Regions from separate parts of the Sus scrofa genome. Here regions 1 and 3 are each linked to region 2. Evidence: chromatin contacts called from public Hi-C and HiChIP or PLAC-seq data. All regions are on one chromosome and are shown on one strand. The core of a region is the stretch at or near the end of the contact, and the rest is flanking DNA. Distances in the headings are between cores, read along the strand shown. Region 1 holds the start of TMEM259 (membralin). Region 2 holds the start of ARID3A (AT-rich interactive domain-containing protein 3A). Region 3 holds the start of ABCA7 (ATP-binding cassette sub-family A member 7).

The links. Hi-C and Micro-C count contacts between places; a contact is called where the count stands out from the background. HiChIP or PLAC-seq counts read pairs in DNA pulled down with a chosen protein or histone mark.
Region 1: a contact with region 2 is called in an H3K27ac HiChIP or PLAC-seq map of alveolar macrophages. The contact joins the promoter of TMEM259 here to the promoter of ARID3A in region 2. A contact is called at or near these places in 1 of 5 promoter capture datasets (liver), 2 of 47 Hi-C or Micro-C datasets (liver and skeletal muscle) and 1 of 2 datasets of contacts at active chromatin or transcription factors (alveolar macrophages).
Region 3: a Hi-C map of skeletal muscle shows a contact between it and region 2, with 6 times the contacts expected there. The contact joins the promoter of ABCA7 here to the promoter of ARID3A in region 2. A contact is called at or near these places in 3 of 47 Hi-C or Micro-C datasets (heart right ventricle, liver and skeletal muscle) and 1 of 2 datasets of contacts at active chromatin or transcription factors (alveolar macrophages).

The regions. Positions count from the first base shown.
Region 1 is chr2:77,392,152-77,394,851 of Sscrofa11.1, forward strand. TMEM259 (membralin) reads left to right here and starts at 1,426. Exons shown (of 11, transcript XM_003353958.4): 1 at 1,426-1,872. The coding sequence starts at 1,651.
Region 2 is chr2:77,463,632-77,466,371 of Sscrofa11.1, forward strand. ARID3A (AT-rich interactive domain-containing protein 3A) reads right to left here and starts at 1,285. Exons shown (of 9, transcript XM_013994805.2): 1 at 1,100-1,285. It overlaps LOC102160393 (a long non-coding RNA gene), which reads left to right and starts at 1,448. Exons shown (of 3, transcript XR_001307031.2): 1 at 1,448-1,981.
Region 3 is chr2:77,374,010-77,376,764 of Sscrofa11.1, forward strand. It overlaps ABCA7 (ATP-binding cassette sub-family A member 7), which reads right to left and starts at 1,340. Exons shown (of 47, transcript XM_013994807.2): 1 at 1,196-1,340; 2 at 1-161. CNN2 (calponin-2) reads right to left here. Exons shown (of 8, transcript XM_003353959.3): 7 at 2,746-2,755; 8 at 2,011-2,743. The coding sequence ends at 2,709.

The DNA of each region.
Region 1 (2,700 bases), core at 176-2,675, 71 kb before region 2:
AAAAAAAAAAAAAAAAAAAAAAAAAAAAGGATATCGACCGGTCCCTCTACTGGGAAGAACGAGTTTTAGCTCTCCTTTTGCAATTAACAAGTGATCTGGGGGTGATCCATAAGAGTATCAAGCATGTGCACTGATTGAGTGCCTACTGATATGCCAGGGCGCACTATGAAACTGAAAGTCTTCACTCCAGGGAGTGGGATTAAACTGGCAGGTAGGTTTGGAAGGTTCCCTCAGGTAGGTTCCAAGACACAGCTGAAAAGTCTCCCCCTCCCCCGCCCCCACCCCCAGTGCAATTCAGAAGAGACCCCCTCCCAGGGCCTGGTTTTTCTCAGAAGCCCTGTCTGTGCCTTTCACGGTGGGGTGCTCACCATTGGGAACCAGACCAGACATCCACCTCAAGAGGTCCGCCTGTCTCCTGCTGGTCCCTGGGCCCTGTGAGGGCAGAATCCAGCCTGCACTGGCCACCGCTGTGTCCCCAGCACCAGCGCAGGCCCTGGGGTACTGTAAGCCACTTCCCTGAAACGTCTGAGCAGGCTTTGGGAGTCCTTCCCCAGGGCCGACACTCAGGATGCCTGAGCCCCTGGTCTCCAGCTCCATCTGCCCTTCCGTGCTTCCTGAGAAAGCCCACCCATACCTTGCTTTGGAACCTGGCATACAGTAGGTGCTCAACGAATGTTGGGACTGATTACTTCCTTGGTTACCAGGAGGAGCCAAGGCGTTTCAAAGATGAATGAAGGAGCGAGAATTTGGTCCAGACGTGTCCACCCAGGCTTGGCACCAGGCGGCAGCCAGGAGGAGGGGATGGTTGAGGCTCTAAGAATGCTTACCTCGGTTTCAGAGTCTTTTTCAGGGACCAGGTACACATCACTTGGGCCAGGGAGCAGAGAGGGACCCACTGAGCAGCCCGGGTCACAGAACAAAAAGCCAAAGCCAAGAGCGCTAGTGGGCAAGATCTGGATTGTGAAAAAGAAAAAAGCCTTTGCTTCAGCCTCTAGAATGAAAACAGCGCTCAGTAAACGACACAACCTGGGCCACCACTACGAAATGCTGGAAGGTGAGAGCCGGGTAAAGCCCGGAAACACCACACACGCTAATAACGTTACGAAGCACCCTTTCGGAACCACCGAAAGCGAAGAAAACAAAAGCCATACTTCCCGGGACATTATTTAAAGATCCCAATGCGATCACTTTACAGTTAGGGCAACCTAACGTAAGCGCAGCTACAGCATAATTTTCTAGAGCGCCACAAAGAAAACATCTTCACCGGTCACATTTACCTTACGTTTATTTTACCACCTCCAAAATCCTTATATGTTGACTAATTTTATCGCTCGCCTTCCAGCTGCATGGGCAATATGCAAAAGACCTGGGGACTAACGCAGCCCCGCCCCTAGGCGTTCCGAGCCAGGCGTCAGGACGGTGGGCGGGGCCGCCACGGGCCGACCGCCGGTATCCCGGCGTTCCGCGCGAGCGCAAGGAGGCCGCTCTTGCCCGCGCCGCGACTCGCTGGCGTCAGCTGGGGCACGGAGGCGGAAGATGGCGGCTGTAGCCCTACGGCCGTGAGGAGCGCGGCGGCGGCGAGGACTGCCGATGGCAGTCGGGAGGCGTCCTCGGGGACCCGCGGGCCGTTAGGGCGCGACGCTGGGCGGCATGTCGGAGCACGCGGCGCCCGGGGCACAGGGGCCCGGGCCCAACGGTGGCGGCGGCCCGGCCCCCGCGCGCGGGCCTCGCACCCCCAACCTCAATCCCAACCCTCTCATCAACGTGCGCGACCGGCTCTTCCACGCGCTCTTCTTCAAGATGGCTGTCACCTACTCGCGCCTTTTCCCTCCCGCCTTCCGTCGTCTCTTCGAGTTCTTCGTGTTACTCAAGGTGACCGCAGCCCCAACCCTTGACACCGGTAGCCGGACCCTTCCCTCAGATCTGCGACTTTTGATCCCGCCGGGGGGAGCGCGCCCCTCCCACCCGGAGGCATAGACCCGGCCCTACCCGTTGGGACCCTTCCCTTTAAGCCTGCCATTCCCGACCCCCTGCCTAGAAACTTCCAACCGCGAAGGCCCGAGGCTCATCCGGTTAGTGGCTCCTGATCCCGACTCCAGGAACTCACTCCCAGCCTTTTCCAGCCGCACCCCACCCCTGGCCTCGCCCTTCCCCGCGTCCCCCACCTCCGGAGGCTGGAGCCCGGCAGTCCAGCTCCAGGACCTCCTGGCCCTGCCGCCTGGGATTCTCAGCCCCGGATGATCCTTTCCCAATCCTCCGAGTCTGGCCTGGCCCAGCCCAGAACTCCAATCCTGGAGGATTCCAGGTTCCACCGCCAATGCCCCCTTCCCAGGACACACCCCCCTGGCCTCCCACTGCACCGAAAGCTCCTCCCTCTTTTTCTTAGGGCTCTGCTTTGGTCCTTCAGCTTGTTCCCACCCCCATTCTCCCTGCTCTGAACCTCCCGGGGGAATGTGACCTAGCTGAGGTCACATCGCCAGGGCTAGTGACAAAGTCCCAGCCGGTGGCGCTGCTTGTGGCACAGTGAGGGACCTCCTGGGAACCTACTGCCTGTCCTGCCTCTGGTGGCAGAGCTTTCAGCTGGGAGGATAGTTCTGGGAGGACGGGTGTCTGCATGGGTCCTCCAGGAAGGGGTCTCACTCAGAAGGAGCTCACTGGGTGCCAGGGTCCTGGTTGCCATTTCGTTTGGTGTCCTGTAGT
Region 2 (2,740 bases), core at 35-2,534:
CGGAGGAAGTGAGAAAAGAAACACTGAAGAGGGAGAAGAAATAAGACGACAGAAACCCCAGTCCGATTTCAAAGGCTTCTTGGAAAGCGGCTGATTTGCATGGTGGGGGGGCAGCCCCTCCGGGCCGGCGACTAAAAACGGAAGATTATTGACAAACCCGCCTCCCGGGGTCCGCGGAACGTTGGAATTGACCAACGCGCGCTCCCTGTGCTTCCTGCGCCCGCTTTTGTGTCTGGGGGGTACTGGACGGAGTTGCGGGGAGGGGGGGGCTCTTCCTGGAGATCCCTGCCAAAGAGTCAAGGCCCGGGTCGAGCACATCCCCAGCCACGGGCACCATGGTGTCCCCTTCAGGGTCCCATTTCTGCCCCAGAGCCGACACTTTATAAATACACCATCCAACCTGGGGAGGGTCGCCAGGGAACTGCCCTCCCCACCCGGCGCTCCCGCTTCCCTCGGGGGCCCGGAATAAAACAACCGATTCCAAGAAGGATAAATGAAGTAACCCAGACCATAGCCCCCCGCGCGCGCAAAGAGACCATTTTCTTCCGCTGGGACTGGGGGGGTGGGGGGTGCGGCGCACACTCTAGACCCTTGGTCACCCCTGCGCCCGCTCCGTGCAATATGGTAGGGGTGAAGTCTCCAAGGGGGGCTCAGGGAAAACCACCCGAACTCCTACCCACTGGGATCGCCTTCCCGGCCCTGGACCCCCACCCACGTTCCTAAACAACTTTGGGGACCACCCCCACTTATTGGCTTCCAAGGCGAGCGGTGCCCACCCGAGACGAAACCCGCGATTTAAAAGGCCAGTCCACCCCCCGCCCCAACCTCACCGCGCGGGGCCCGCTCGGGGGGCGCATGCCCCACGCCTGGCGTCCGGCCCTGCCCCGGCCGCGCCTGGCCTCCGGCCCGGGCCGCGAGCTGCGCGCTGCTGGCTCCCGGCCACCGCCGGGTTTGTGCCGCGCGCCGACTCACCGAGTAGTCGGCCGAGTCCGCGTCTACACCCCCCACCGACCCGATTGGTAAAAGTCTCCCCGCGCGCGGCCTCCCCCGCCCCTCCCCTCCCCCCACCGGCGCGCTCACCGCCCCGCAGACAAATCACCGGGTGACAAATCGCTCTCAGATGCAAATACCTCGCCGGTGAATCAGCGCCGGGGCCCGGGACGCGGGGAGGGGTCTCGCGAGGCCCCCTCCCCCTTCCCGGACGCCCCCTCGCCCCCGGCGCTCGGTCGCACGAAGCTCGACGAGCCCAAGAGGTGTTGGGGAGGGGGAGAGAGTGGACGGAAAATTTCTGGTCGCTGCCCCTTTAAGTGATAATAAATAATAAAAGGGAAGGGGAACAGGGACGCTGGAAGCCCCGCCCCCTATCTAGGGACGGTGGGCAAAGTGCGCGCTGCGGCCCGAAGCGCACAGGACGCCAAGGGCGCGGGCGGGGCTGGGAGCGCCCCAGCAGGAGGGGAGGTTAGGAAATTGAGCCTCCGCCTCTACGGGCTTAGGAGACCCGAGCCCAGTTGGGGAACCCCCCCCATCTTACCGAGCACCCGGGATAGATCTGCCGGGCTCAGAGTTTCACCTCTGCCCCTTAGACTAAGCAACTTAAGAAAGCAGCTTCACCGCCCCCCCCACCCCGCTAGTGGTGCCTCTGTTTCTCTATCTGGAAAATGGGGATTAGAGACCTGGTAAAGAAAGGAGCCGCGGTGACCGGAAAAGAGGGCAGGGCTGGATGGCTGGATCTGAAGGAGGGGCCCTGCGCTGGGGGCTCTGCGCGGTGGGGAGGGGTCTGGGAGATGGCGCGTCTGCCAGGCCCCGCGGTGGGGGGCGGGGGCAAACCGTGCTGGCAAAGGCGTTGGGGTGGGAAAGTGCGTCCTGGATCCCTGGGAGAGCACATCGCTAACTCCTGAAGACCCTTACCCTCGATGGTCACCTCCTCTTGGGAACCTGACTACCCACGCCGTCCAGCAGGAGAGACAAGGTTATCTTCTTGGTAATAGTAGTTCAATAATAATAACTTACACTTCTGAGCTCTTGGTTATTAGGCCATGTGCCCACATGAGGTTCACATTATCGTGTAGTGGAGACTCTTTTAATATCTCCAATTCAGAGAGCGGGAAACTGAGGCCCAGAGTAGGTTACTGGGAAGGTGGGCGCAGGGGTGTGCACTCAGGTACCAGGCTGTGAGCCCCTGGGGCCACCCTTGGGAGTTAATCTCAGGGGCCCAGGCTGCAGCCCAGATAACACCACAATAGAAGTATAGAGGGCTGGAGGGGGCCACCCAGAGGGCTGGCACTTCTCAAGGGCCCCCAAGGGGAGGGACTGGAGTCCCTAATCTTGTGTGGGGGGTGGGCAGCCCTCTCCTCTATGATGCACAGCTTGACCATCTTCTGGGGTCCTCCCTAACACATCACCCGCCCCCATTGCAGGCCTGCTCTCTGGGGGACTCCTAAGTCAGGGGATAGTGCAGGGGAGCGCCCCCACCACACCAGAGCTCTGCCTGCCCCTTTCTGGAACCCAACCTTTCTGGAACCACAAGGCTGTTTGTGCCTTGTGCCGAATGGTAGCAGGTGACTGGGAGTCTTCCACCATTAGGCTATTAAACAGCCAAGCCCAGCTGCCCCCTCACACACGTACCAGAGAGGGTGGAGACAACCAGCCCAGGATCAGGCAGAATTGGGAGACTCAGGGGAGTTAGCAGAGAAGAGCCACCCTTTAAGGGCCAGGCCCCAGGTCAGCTCCAAAGTACAGG
Region 3 (2,755 bases), core at 90-2,589, 90 kb before region 2:
GCAGAGCGTAGGCGCTTATTAAAGGAGCTCTCCTTTCTCCGGAGGGAATAGGGGTAAGCCAATAGGAGTCTTGCCCGAAGCCGTCCTCTTATCTGATTGGTTGCCGGGACTCACTCTCCCGCCCGGGCTGCGGCTGGCTTCGCTGCGGCGATCTATTAATCCTGCAGGGGGCGGAGCCTAGACTTAACTCTTTCCTCACCAGCCCCCACCCTGAGCCCCACTGAAGGGCTTCCAGCCGGGTCCTGTCCTCCAGCCTCATCTCTAAGCGAGGGAAGAGTTCCCTCCCACCCCCGGTCCCCGGTCCCCGGTCTTCCCCGATGATAATAGCAACGGGTATGTACTGTGCTGAGCATTTTACATGACAGGCTGGAAGAGGGGCCACCCTAGGCCCCCCCAGAGAGAGGTGACTCATCCAGCAGGAGGCACGGCCCCAGCTCCGCCCTCCCCTCCCTTATTCCTCGCTCAGAAGAAACACAAGATTCAGACTATGAATAAGGAGACGGGGCGGCGATGGAGGCTCCTGGAACCAGCGATTCCTGGTCCTGCCTGTCCCTTGCTTGGAACTGTCCAGCCTGGCCTTCTGCATCATTGTACAATGGGGAAACTGAGGCCGCCAGAGGTAGCAGGGAGTGGGCCCGAGGCCTCTGACCACCGCTCCAAGACTCTCCTTTCCGAGTGGCATCGGAGGGAGCGGCCTCAGTTTTTCTATTGATAAAATGGGGTAGAGAGCAGAGGGGCGTAGGAACCGAGAGAAGGGCTGCAGGTGTATGCTAGCAAAGCCCCTCTCAGGTGAGTCTAATGCTCCACCTTCCCTGTGAGAATTAGGGATTAGTTCTGCCGCCCCCAACACACTCCCCGGCAGGAAGTGAAGGCGAATGAGTCTGGATTAGGCTTGCACCTCTTAACTCCCACGGAATCTGCCTCTTCCCACCCATCTGCACCCTCGCATCTTTGCGTCTCAGGGCCTTTCCTGTCTCTCTCCGGTACCCTCGCACCGTTCCAGCCCCCAACACTTGCGGCTTCCCTCCGCCCGATAGAGGCTGAGGAGCGCGGTTCCTTTAAGAGGAAGTTCCCCCCTCCCCCCAACCTACCAGGGGCGCGGCTCCCCTGCAGCCTGCAGCCTCCTGCGCGAGATGCCGCGCCCGGACCCAGCCCGGCCCCGCCCCGCCCCGTCCTCTCCCATTGGCTTGTATACCCGCCATTCAGAGGCCGGATCAACAGGAGCCGCGCGCGCAGAGGGGGAAGACGAGGGTCAGAGCAGGGACGCGCTGAATCGGGTTTCTTAAAGGGATCGCTGGCTTCTTGCTGCATCACTGCGGGGAGGTGGGGCGCCTGGCTCACCCTAAGTGGGCTGGCCTGCGGACGCACCAGTTGGGCTGTCTTCTCTCGTTGCATAGCCGCCCGCAATACCGCAGCTCCTGTCTCCTGTCGCAGGAGGTTCCTTTCTCCCCACTCTACCCTGGAGGGCCCCAGCCCTAGCCAAACTTGCTCTAATGCCCTGAGACTCCACTTGGCCATCCCGAAAAAATGGGGGTTCAACTAAAGTCATCATTCGCTAATTCATTCATTCATTCCACAAACATTCCTTGGTCCCTACAGCGGGCCAGGTGACGGCAGAAGGTGGAGGGGCCCCCAACATTCTAAGATTAGACTCTTTGGTCATAATGGTCCCCCTGATTTTGAAGAAAACCTCCGGATGGTTCCCTCTCCAGGAAATTGGGTATGTTTCACAAGATCATGATGAAGATGAAACAAGTGTGAAGAGCTCTGAGCTCCGTGAAAGGAGGTGGTTTCTTGTTGGGACTTTGAGGATGAATAGGAGTATGCTAAAGAGGGAACTCCAGGCAGTGATTGCACAAGCAAAAAGCCTAGAGGCTGGATGAAGCCACATCTCCCCAGGCTGGTCCTGAGGATTTACTCAGAGGTTTGCCCTTTGCCCCCCTAGGGCCCCAGAAGGGATCCAAGCCACGTACCTCCCCCCAGGCTGTCTTGGACACCAACTCCTGCACCTTCATTTCCTAAAAAGAGGTTTTATTTCCTTTGGTCCACAGTCGGTATTTCACATTATTTCTTGATCCCAGAGCTCTGGGGCAGGGGCTGGTCCCAGGGAGGGCCTCCAGGAGGGGGTCCCTGTGCAGTACTTGGTGGGGGGGTGGAATCAGGTATTGGGAGGGGTCTGGCTTTGCCTCAGTTACTCAGAACTCCACTGTCCTCTCTGGGCCTCAGTGTCCCCACTGGGCACCTGGGAGGGCTAGAGTTGGTGGTCTAAGGATCCTAGGGAAATCTAGTACATCATAAGGCCTAAAATATTTGGGGACTATGGCCTGGCCTTCTCCCAGAGGACCTACTTCCTTCCTAACACCTCCCCCACCCCCCTGAAAAAAAAGTATTTTCATTTCACTAAAACTACCTGAAACTTGTATGGGTATAGAAACCACAAACTGATCAGCAGAGAAAAGAGAAGAGGGGAAGAAGCAACCGGAAACCACTGGGGGCCAGACCCCTCCCTACCTGGGTTTCTTCTCCCTGCCCCACAGTTTGGCCCAAAGCCTGACCCCCAGCCCATATGCAACTGGACAAGGCCTTCCCCTCTTCCCCCAAGACCCTCAGCTGGTAGCATTCAGCTATGTAGAAAAACAAGACAAAAACATGGAAAAACCCCAAAACCCACATGGGGCAATGGGGGGGGAAGAGCTTGCAGAAGCACTTCAGTAGCCCGCCTCCTCCTGGTAGTAGGGGGGTACTCTGGAGACTC